Linked DNA regions of Gossypium hirsutum: all the other regions are linked to region 2. The links are chromatin contacts, called in public Hi-C maps. All regions are on one chromosome and are shown on one strand. The core of a region is the stretch at or near the end of the contact, and the rest is flanking DNA. Distances in the headings are between cores, read along the strand shown.

Region 1 (3,743 bases), core at 19-2,518, 210 kb after region 2:
CATTGAAATAAGTTCTATTTTGAAAATTAGAAATAATCAAGGCTAATCTCACAATTGAAGCAGCAACACGGAACACAAATAGATCTAGCACATTGAATGAATATTGTCAGCTACATCTGTTAGTCTTAACAAATTAGAGATCGATACCTCTGGCTAGTGCTCGAACAATTTCAAGATTAAGAGTCGTGACCTGGAAAGAAACCACACCGAAAAACATTAAGTACCAAATGCGAAAAGGGGTTTATTTTCCTCAATAATCTGTAAGATCACTGCAAGTGCTACAAATGAACTAAGTGAAGCTTCAATTGCAGTTTTGCTTAGTAGTCGATTTTTTTTCATAAGCAAATCAATGGATTGCATAAACCATGATTGATAAACCAAAGCAAAATTCAAATGGAATGTTTTTCTATATACTTAAAAACTTCAATCGCCATATCTTACAGAAATTCGAGTTGCAACGAAACCAGCCTTGACAAGAGGTTGATTCAATCCCCCTTTATGAACCCCAGATTTGCTCGCCTGAAAATGCCCAAATGAACCTACAAATGGAAAACGTAAATCAGTAATTCCATTTCTTTCTACATCAAATATCGAAAGGGGACCAATTATCACAAAAGAAAACCCAGAAATTAAAAACATAATCAAAGCTCACCTGCACCATGAACGACAACAAATCTGCTGAAATCAACGTTGAACTGACACTGATCACCAAAATCACATAAACTAGAAGAAATATCCGAAACCGCATCTCTTTTACTCCAATCCATCCCCACAACTTGCGTTGAGCAAGAACCCAGATTCATTGCTTGTCTCAAATGGGACGAAACTGTTTCCAGATTCTCTTCATTGATCTTCTCTAGCTCATTTTTACAAGTAATTGCTGCTCCTCCTGTTTTAAACCCAAAAAAGAAAAAGAGAAAATTGAAGAGGTGGAAAAAGACATGTTGAAGTTTGGAACTTTGAGAGAAAGAGAAAGACCAAGTTTGACGATGCAACGGATTGTTTGGTTAAGGTTGGTTTCTTCCATTTTGGGATTGTTTGACGACGCTCTGAGTTGATGTTGCTATTTTTCTTACACTGGTGTTAATGTTATGACCGAATCTACGATGCTGTTCAGTGTAGGGTCAAACAAGACACTCTAAGAGTTAAATGATTCTCTCAAGCTGCAGACTTTGATTCGCTGAACCAAATCAGGTGGGATAACGATTCAACCGGCTTCAATCCAGTCATCATAAAAGAAAATTAAACTCAAATAGAGAGGAGCAATCCACTAAGGTTTTTTTTATATATATATATAATTAATATTTTAATAATTTTAATATTAATTTTATTAATATAATTCTACTTTTCATACCTACTTCATTTCATTAATCTAAAATATTATATATATTAATATATTTACCGAATGATTGAATCTTTTACATAAAATAATTTCTTTTAAAATTATAAAGTACCTTTAATATAATATATGATGATTTGATGATTAAAATATTAATTAAAAAAATAAAAATATATAAAACTTGACAAATAGTAATGACTCCCTACTCTTTTAATCTTTATATCATACTTAACATTTATTCTTTCTATTTTAATTTAGCTTAATGTTATATTTTATTCCAAAATCACTTAACATCTATTGACAAGTTTAAAATATGAGATTGAGTATTTTATTCTAAATTATTCATAAATTTTTTTTATTTGAATAATACAAAAAAAATTATTTAATCCCTTAAATGATATGCTCATGAGTTTATTTATTAAAATGGTCTATTTGCAATAGTGATCATGGGTGGTGCTTTATAAGGTGGCGGCACCATTATTTTTTTTCCCATCATCAATTGGCCATCATTAGACCATAGTAGAATAAAAAAAATTTATTTTTTTATTGGTGATGTCACCCTATACGACGGCACCGGTATGAAGTAGAACCGACTACAATACAAGTCGTATACTAGTTGAAAAAATAATTTTAAGAGGTGGAGGGCTTTTGTCAAGTGGCACCACTATTGAAACAAAAATTAAATTTATGACTGGTCATCAGAAACAGAGGAGAGAATCGAGGCTGAGAAGTAGAAAGATGGAGCACCCCGTAATTGTTTGATCTAACAGTCAGGCGACACCGATCTGACTACCTATGACAAACGTGACCAGAGTCACGAGGTGCTCTATTTTTCTACTTCTCAACCCCAAAATTGGCCCCCCATTTCTCCATTTTTTCCCTTAGCCCTATATATATATATAAGCCCACATGGTCCCCTTCTTGTTTGTGTTGAAAAAAGAAAAAAGAGATTGGCAGTTGAGGATTTTGGAGATTTTGTGTTGGAAAGAAAGGTAATAGCTAGATGTGTTGTGGCTTTTTTTCTTTTTAATTATTATTCATTTATTTGTTGTTTACTTAATTAGTTATAAAAAATATTAAATACTGAAATGATATGGCAAAACATATGTGATCGTTTTCTAATTTTTTATAATTATTATTTGTTTTTTTTACTTAATTAATATTAAAAATCATTTTCTTATTTTTAAGACTTTTTATGTAATTATTATTTATTTGAGATTTTCAGCATTAAATTTTTACATTTTTAATATTTTTTTGTTGAAATTTTATTATTTAATGTTATTTGAATGCATTAGAAATATATGTTGAGTTTTTGGTATGTATAATAATATATTATTTTTATTTTTATAATGATAATGTTTTTTTAATAAAACAATTTAATATTTTTGGTATGTATAATAAAATATTAATTTTATTTTTATAGTAATAATATATTTTTGGGAGAAGAGTTTGGGTTGGAAGGAATCATCAGTAAATAGGTATGTGTTTTTATATATTTTTTGTAATAATAATTTAGAAATTTTGTTTTATATATCTACATTTGCTTTGTTTTTGTATTATATGTTTGTCAGGTGACACCGAAAAATACTATAGCAAATAGCTAATTTTGGTAATTAATTTTTAGGGTGACTCATTTTATATTTTTAATTTTTTTCTTATTATTAGGATAAAGAAAGTTGTTTTTAGTATAGAAGGAAGGCATGTTTAGGAATAAAAAAAAGTTTAAGTGATATTATTGTGATATTATTGTGTATAGAAGAAAGACCTGTTTAGAAATAAAAAGTTATTTTTGGTATAGAAGAAAGGTTGTTTTATTATATGTACATGCATGCTTTTGTATATATTATTGTGATATATCATATTTATATATTTATTTATTTGAGTCGATAGCATAGGTTTTTTTTTTATTGTTATTCTAAAATCAACCCGTCATTTGAGTGCCTTTTAAACTTTGATTTTTTTAGGTCAAAAATTTTGTGTAATTCAAATTTATGTGTTTTGTTAAGGAGTGAAAATGTTTAAACTTTATTTTTTTATGTTAAATAATGTATTTTCATTATTTGTATATTGTTTATTTGTTTAGTTGATATATATATTTTTTTGAAACTGCAGATATCTAAACGAGTTCTTGGATTAGAGAAGATGATCACACAACAAATATAATTAATGTGCTGGTAAAAAAAATTGTTATTCATGGGTCTCTTTATAAAGTTGCACGTCATTTTTTATTTAATTGGGAGATTTTAACTAACATAGTAATTTAATACAGTCAGGGTAAGTACTGCGTATTGAGGGTCGATGTTAACAATCCGGGCTATTGATCGAATGAACGTATTATGTTATACTTAGAGGCTCCTAGATTTGAATCAGTGGCATTGATCTGCGTGTTCGATTTGAGAGTCGA
Region 2 (3,912 bases), core at 350-2,849:
ATGCAATCAGCTGAGACCTTATTACCTGATTATGAAATATAGCCTCGTGCTCAAGCATTGTTCTCTTCAATCGGTCCTTATCATACTCAGGATACACATCTGCAATGGCCCTCGGGAAAAAGCTATTGTAGTACTGACCGCTTGTCAAGGTTTTATCCCCGCAATAAAGTGGCCAGCTACAACCATTAGAGTCCTCGTTGAAATCCCTCATTGAGTAAAATCCTGGCAAATAGCTTTTCGACTGAACTTTTGTTCCCATTCCTGAAATCAATAAACAAGTCTAATTAATTTGACATACGATGAATCATACTATTAAGAAATAAAACACCCTCATTGAGCTTATCCCCACTTTCAAATGATGCATGCTGCAATAGTAGTCCCATTGTAAATACAGCCATTAAAACAAGGATTCATCAAACAGCTTCCTTTGGTACTCCAAAAACTAATTACTTTCAATACTATGACAAAAGTGACATAATCCTAAATTCATAATTAATGCCATCAAAAGCAAACGCAAAAGATTTAAATTAAAATGTAAGCTAGAAAATCATAAATGAATTACCACACTCACTTCATCCATGTTTTAAGATTCCCAGATAAAGACAAAATCTTTCAGAAAAAAAATGGTGCTGCTAAAGGAGAAAAGTTAGGAACTGTATGATCAATAAAGCAAAATGCTATGGAATTTATGAAGAAAGGGGAAATTAAGATGCTAAATTAGTAAGCAAAGTTAATAGATTAGATCGCAGGCATATTATCAAATATTAATAGCTCAACATATGACTACAAAATTTAAGGTCATCCATCTAATCTAATCAAAATTACAATCAACCCCAATCCAGAAACCACAAACAGAACACATAGAACAAGCTAAATATATATATATATATTTTTTAAAAAATCATAAATAGATGAAGAAATAAAAAGCTTACAATCAATTTTTTTTTAATTCACTCAATTACAAAACTACAATAATCCCGAAATTTATCACACTAGAGAAATTAAAAAAAAAGGGAAAAAAATTAACCAAATCATAAGATAATAAATAAAAGAAATCTATGACTCAAATTACCAGAAAATGAAAAAGGAAGAAAAAATTTACCTCGGACCCACATCCTCTAATCACATCACCTTCAAGATTCTCCCATGGATTTAGCTGCTATATTTTCCCGTCATACATAATTCCAAAGCTCCCAAACTTCCCAGAGTATCAACAAAAGATTAAAGCTTTTCCAACAACCCAAAAAAAAAAATTTACAGTAATAAACTTCAGCTGAAAAAAAAAAGTGGGTGTTCTGTAAAATCATCAAAGGAGGTTAGATCATCATCATATTGAAAGAAAAAAGAAAAGAGAAGAGATGAAGATTTCAATCTACTGGGCCACTCTCTCTCTCTCTCTTAAAGAAAAAGAAGAATGTTGTTGAAGTTATAATTTTTATTTTTGGATTCTAGAGAGAGAAAAGGCAAAAAGAAAATAATTGAAAAGTTGAATGCTTTGGGGTGGTGCTAGAGAGAGATTGGGGATAAGAAATCTTCACACAAACAAACGAACTTCTAAGAACAGTGACATGAAATTTGTCAACATCCGGTCTCCTTTTATTCTTTGCTTCTCCCTTTATTTCTCAATAATTTTTAAATAAAGATTTACCCTATTTTAACCATTTTAATCTTTTAAAATTTTATAATTCAATCCTAATCTTTTATAAAAAATCTCTGGCTTCCATCGTAATTAATTGGACAACATTCTTGATATTTGAAAATCATGTTAGACTGCATATAATCCAAAGTCTAGTCGGACTTCAAAATAAGAATAAAAAATATTCCCCCAACCTTTATTTTTCATGTGCATCATATTTTTTATTTCATAATAATATTATTTTGAAATATAATAATTTATAAAAAAATAGCTATTATTTATTTATCTATAAGCATTTTATTAAATTGATGATACTTTTAATCAAGCTGTCAACTCAGTTATGATGTTACAAAAAAATTCTTTCTTTTAAATATTATTATAATGACACTAAAAAAAAGTCAAAATAAAATTTTAATTTTTAATAATTTATATTTTTATAATTTTTAAATAATTAGATTAATTTTTTATAATTTTAAGAAGATTAAAGTGTAATTTTATCTTTACTAATTTAAAATTTTTTAAATAAATTAAATAACAATTTTTTTATTTTAGAGAGTTAGACCTCTTTCAACCTTAAATTTGCGTATGAATGACACCATCTATTTTCATACTTTTATATATCTTTAAATAAAATAAGTACAAATCCAAATATTGAATAAATCTAATATTATTTATATTTTATATAATTTAAATTACTTATAAATCCCTCAAATCTCTAAAGTAGCGTATCTACCAAAAAAACAAAACAAGTAAAAAGTCTCCAACTGAAAAGGGCAAAACAGTAAATCAAGTAGCGTTGAAGCATAAAAGAAAATAGTAAAATAAATAGCGTTGAACCAAAAAGAAAAAAAATAGTAAAATAAGTAGCGTTAATTACAATGAAGATTTGGGAAATTAAGCAGAATTTTAAATGGCTAAAACCAGCAGACAACAAGTGGGCCCCACTGATACTGTCTGAAAATCCCAACTGTCTGATTAAGGATGAGGTAGGTTTTTAGGAAGAAAACATTTGCAGTCATAAATGCCCTTCAGAATCTGACACATTTACCATTTTACTTCCCTTTAATTATTTATTCCATTGCATGCAGTGACATAATTGTGTGGTTGATTTTGATTGGTGGGATCCTTTGTTCTTTTAAAACAATACCAAAAAGGCTAATTTGTGGCTACTTTCGTTTTTTTTAATGACAATAGGGAAGAACATAAACATACTTCTTCCAACTTTACCAACCAGAAAAATATATTTTAATCATTAAATTTATATTTTTTTATCAAATTGCTTTAAAATAGATAAAAAAAATTATATTTGTTAACTTTACTAACGTAATATATATAAATTATCACATCGATGGTATGTCAGCATTTAATTAATTATAAAAAATTCTTATACTTTTAAAATAATTTCAATGATTTTTAATTTCTAAATATATTTTTTTATATTTTAAAATTTTAAAAATTTAATTAAATGTTGACATGTCATCCATGTAGCAATTTACGTGTATGTCACATCAACAAAGTAAAAAAAATGTTAATTTTTTTATCCATTTTAGGGTGATTTGAGAAAATATAAAATTAAAAGCTAAAACAGGTATAAAATATTTTTTAAAAGTTGGAGAGTCAAATAAATCATTGTTCGTAATCCTAACACGTGGCTTTCTTTTTGAGTTTATGAATGGGATGTAGCACGAGATTGCTTCTAAAATAATTAAAAATAAAATTTGAAACTTTAAGTGGAATTTCTTATTTTATTTTTTAAATAAATAATGTATTAAAATTTTGATTTTTTTTAAAAATAGATTGTTTTAGTTAAATCAGTTCTTTAAATTATAATTTTGATTTTAAATCAATGCTTAACTACCAAAATTTTAAATAAATAATGCCTATTATAATCACAACTTGGAATTGGCACGCTAAAAATTTCGTCTATCATATTTTGATGACAATCTTTGAGTATTTTTTTTAGGGTGAATTAAAAAATAGTTATTTTTGTTTGTTTCAGATTACATTTTAGTTGTTTATGTTTAAAATGTTACGTTTTAGTCATTTATGTCATTGTTTTGTTACAAAGTGTCACTCTATCGTTAAACTCAATTACCTCCCTAACAGCAGTCCTACGTGGCAGCCCAAATAGGTTTTAAATGCCAACTTGGATGTCCGGTTGTTGGGATGAAAATATGTTTTTAATTAAATAAATTTAATTTGGATTGTCACGTATGACATCTAAGTTGCATTCAAAACACATTTCGAATGCCACATAGGACTGCTGTTAAGAAGGT
Region 3 (3,713 bases), core at 833-3,332, 230 kb after region 2:
TCAAATCCATATAAATTTAAAATTTATTTATTTTATTTCTCGCTATTTTGATAATAATTTTTATTATTTTTAAAATTTAAAATTTTAAAAATATTTAATGTAAATATATAAATAAAAAATTCCCAGGAGCCAAGAAATTTGGTAAGGATAAAGTTAGAATGTTGTCATGGTTATGAGTTGAAGTGGATGACTAAATTTAAAAATTAAAACTCATAATTGAAGTAATAATAAGAAATGAGTGAGTGAGTGAGTTTGTACCCAATTCCCAAAACACTGCAGCCCTTTTCACATCTCATTTCTTAACAATCCTCCTCCTACCCAATGGCTTTGCAATCTACATTACGGACAAAATGATGGCTTCCCAAAAAAGTATAATTTGAGTTAACGGGTCGGATTTATTCTTTTTTTTTTAAATTTAATGCAAATGTAATAAAAAATTTATCAAAATTTAACCCCAACAAATCAGATTTAGAGATTTAGATGGACAGTGTGATGCGTTTAACTTAATTTTTTGTATCACACTACAGCGTCACTATAATATTTAATCTTATTATCACTGTTGTTTTTACACTAATCATAAATAAAGCTTATCTAAACCCACAACCAATAAGAATAACAACGGAGGAGTACATGATAATATTTTGGTCATCTTGTCCTGCCGCTCTATATTTTCGCTATTAGTCCTGCCACAATCCGTTTTATAGAATAAAAAAAATTATATAATAAGATTAAAGCTCTCAATTCATTTACAAATCTAAAATGAAATTCAAGTGGTATTGGTAGAGCCCAAATTGTAGATGAAAATTAAAGTTTGTCCTCTCATTTCTCCAAGGATGTAACGTGTTGGATATGTGGCCAAACCTGAACTGCACAATCTCTTTCTTCTTCCTTTAAAATTGAGGTTGGTGATGCCATTCGGGATATCAATCAATTCAACTGTTTCTCATATATATAATTAATAATAATAATGTTTTGCCACCTTCCAAATTGCAATCAAAACACCTGGATTGTAAAGAATAATAATTCAAATTAATTAATAATAACATATAAAATATATACAATGCTAAAATAAAAAAATAGATTAAAATTATTTTTAATAATATTTTTATTAATCAAATACATTAATATATACAATTGATGGAGGTAATAAAACGTGTATAATAAAAAATAAAATGTATAAAAATACTAAAATAAAATTTTAGTTTAGTGAGAAATTAAATGTTCTTGTAACCTAATTGGTTTGGGTTCAAATCTTTGTATATTTTTATTGATTTATTTTTTTAAAAATGAACAAATTAAAATATTTTTAAATAGTATAACTTATTTTAATTATAGAAGTGGTTTCTATAATTTTCCTAATCAAGTTGGTGATTTGGTTGAGGGTAATATTAACTTAGTAAAACACTTAATAAATAATATATATAATTGATAGAACTAATAAAATGTACATAATAAAAATTAAAATGTAAAAAAAAAATATTAAAATAAAATTTGAGTTGAATGGTAAATTAATAATTTTTCTAATTTACTTTGCTTGAGTTCAAATTCTAATATATATTTTTATTAAAATTTTTAAATAAAAGAATTAAATTATCCTTAAATAATATAAAATTATTTTAATTATATAAGGTAAGACCAAGTTGATAGATAATATAGAATATATTTGAGTCGTAATTGCAGGACTCTAAAAGACTAACCCACTGACCAACTAACTTTTACGTTTTCCTTCTTTAGCTAAGCAAAAATGTGAGATCCACCATCCGCCACCAAACTAGTTTAGTATGCAAAAATATTTAAAAAGAAATTAGAAAATAATTTTTATTTGATTAACATCTGGAATTAAAATAAAAATGGAGTAAATTGAGCATAATGTGTGTTGCCCAAAATGATTCAAATTTAAATCAATGATAATCTAAAATTTTAAAACTGGAAATGATATAAAAATTTGAAATTACATCAAGATCCGCCCAAGTGTGAGACCTCTCACTATTACACCGTCATCTCAGTGGCGTAACCGTGGTTACAAAAGTCGTCGGGGACATAAAAGTAAATTTGTTTGGACAAATCGGCAATATCTGTTGGCGCTATTAGACATCTTACGAAAACACAGAAAAAAAAAAAAGAAAAGAAAAGAAGAAAAGACACGGTTCAAGTCCCGGAAGAAAGAAAGACAAGAGAACTGAAAATAAAAAAGAAGAAGAGCTTTTTCGTATTTGCGGCGTCGACTTTTTTGTTTCACTCACTTTTTTCTTGTTTCTTGTTTCAGATCCATACTCCCAAAAACTAATAAGCTAATTTCTTTCTTCTTTTTCTTCATTTTGGTTTTTGCTTGGAGTTATAATGGGTGAAAGCCAAGAGCAGAAGCCATCATCTCAGCCATCGAAAACGGTGGCGGTTTCACGGCCGACGATTACTCCCCCACCACGGCTTTGTACTGACGCCTTGTTCAACGGTGGGCTTGGCATGATGGGTTTTAGTCCAGGTCCCATGACGCTTGTTTCCAATTTATTTCCCGACTCCGACGAGTTAAAGTCCTTTTCTCAATTACTGGCCGGTGCCATGGCCTCGCCCGCTGCTGGGAAGATACCCAATTTTTCTCCTCTTACTACCACAGAAGGGCAGGGTGGTGTAACCGGTTCTGGCGGTGGAGGTGACGACACAGGGTTACGGTTTAGGCAGAATAAACCGGCCGGTTTGGTGATAGCGCAACCGCCGCCAATGTTTACGCTGGCGACTGGGTTGAGCCCGGCGAGCTTGTTGGAGTCTCCTGGGTTTAGCGTGTTTTCACCTATTGCCCAGGTAAATTTTCTAAGCTTAATTTGTTAAGAAATGAACAACTTTTTTTTTAAAAAAAATCATTAATTTACGATTTATTGTTGAAATTGATTGCTTTACCATTGTTTGGGACAATGAACAATTGTGTTAATTCCAATTAAGTGGGGAGTTAAAGGTTTTAGGATTTATTGTTTTTTTTTTATGCAATGTCGGATTTGGAATCTATTTTGCTTGCGTATTGAACTCGAAGCCTAGAAACCATGGCGGCATTCTTCTATAATGAACCAATTTCCTCAACCTACAGGGACCTTTCGGCATGACGCACCAGCAGGCACTAGCGCAGGTCACCGCGCAGGCTGCCCAAGCGCAATGTTCCTCAACAGCTGCTGCGTCTTTGGCACCGGTTTCAGCTTTTACTGCTGATATGACTACGAACCAGCAGATGCCGATATCTTTGCACAGCTCGACTGTTACTGTGAATGAGCCATCGGATGCATGCCAATCGGATCATAGATCCCAACCTGCTTCATTGATTGTCGATAAGCCTGCTGATGATGGGTATAACTGGCGAAAATACGGGCAGAAACAGGTAAAAGGGAGTGAGTTTCCGAGAAGTTATTATAAGTGCACTAGTCCAGGTTGTCCGGTGAAGAAGAAGGTTGAGAGATCAATAGATGGCCAAGTGACCGAAATCATCTACAAGGGGCAGCATAACCATCAACCTCCGCCGCCAAATAAGCGTGCCAAAGATACTGGAAGCTTAAATGGAAATCCGGGTAATCAGGGGAATTCCGAATCAGCTTCCCAACTTCAGAGTGGCAGCTCGAACATATTGATGTCCAAGAAGGACCAAGAATCTAGCCAAGCTACTGCTGAACATATTTCTGGCATGAGTGACAGTGAGGAAGCAGGTGAGAACGAAGTTGGTGTAGATGAAA

Evidence for each region. A called contact is a pair of places that touch in the nucleus more often than the background predicts.
Region 1: a Hi-C map of leaf shows a contact between it and region 2, with 2.7 times the contacts expected there. The contact joins the promoter of LOC107893867 here to the promoter of LOC107894203 in region 2. A contact is called at or near these places in 5 of 34 Hi-C or Micro-C datasets (callus, cotyledon and leaf).
Region 3: a Hi-C map of leaf shows a contact between it and region 2, with 1.8 times the contacts expected there. The contact joins the promoter of LOC107893868 here to the promoter of LOC107894203 in region 2. A contact is called at or near these places in 2 of 34 Hi-C or Micro-C datasets (both in leaf).

Annotation. Positions count from the first base shown.
Region 1 is chrA13:32,907,324-32,911,066 of Gossypium_hirsutum_v2.1, forward strand. It overlaps LOC107893867 (isopentenyl phosphate kinase), which reads right to left and starts at 1,269. Exons shown (of 12, transcript XM_016819008.2): 1 at 979-1,269; 2 at 653-889; 3 at 442-539; 4 at 148-190. The coding sequence starts at 1,027.
Region 2 is chrA13:32,693,869-32,697,780 of Gossypium_hirsutum_v2.1, forward strand. It overlaps LOC107894203, which reads right to left and starts at 1,600. Exons shown (of 5, transcript XM_041086012.1): 1 at 1,103-1,600; 2 at 26-261. The coding sequence starts at 1,115.
Region 3 is chrA13:32,925,945-32,929,657 of Gossypium_hirsutum_v2.1, forward strand. LOC107893868 (probable WRKY transcription factor 4) reads left to right here and starts at 2,083. Exons shown (of 6, transcript XM_016819009.2): 1 at 2,083-2,799; 2 at 3,080-3,713. The coding sequence starts at 2,341.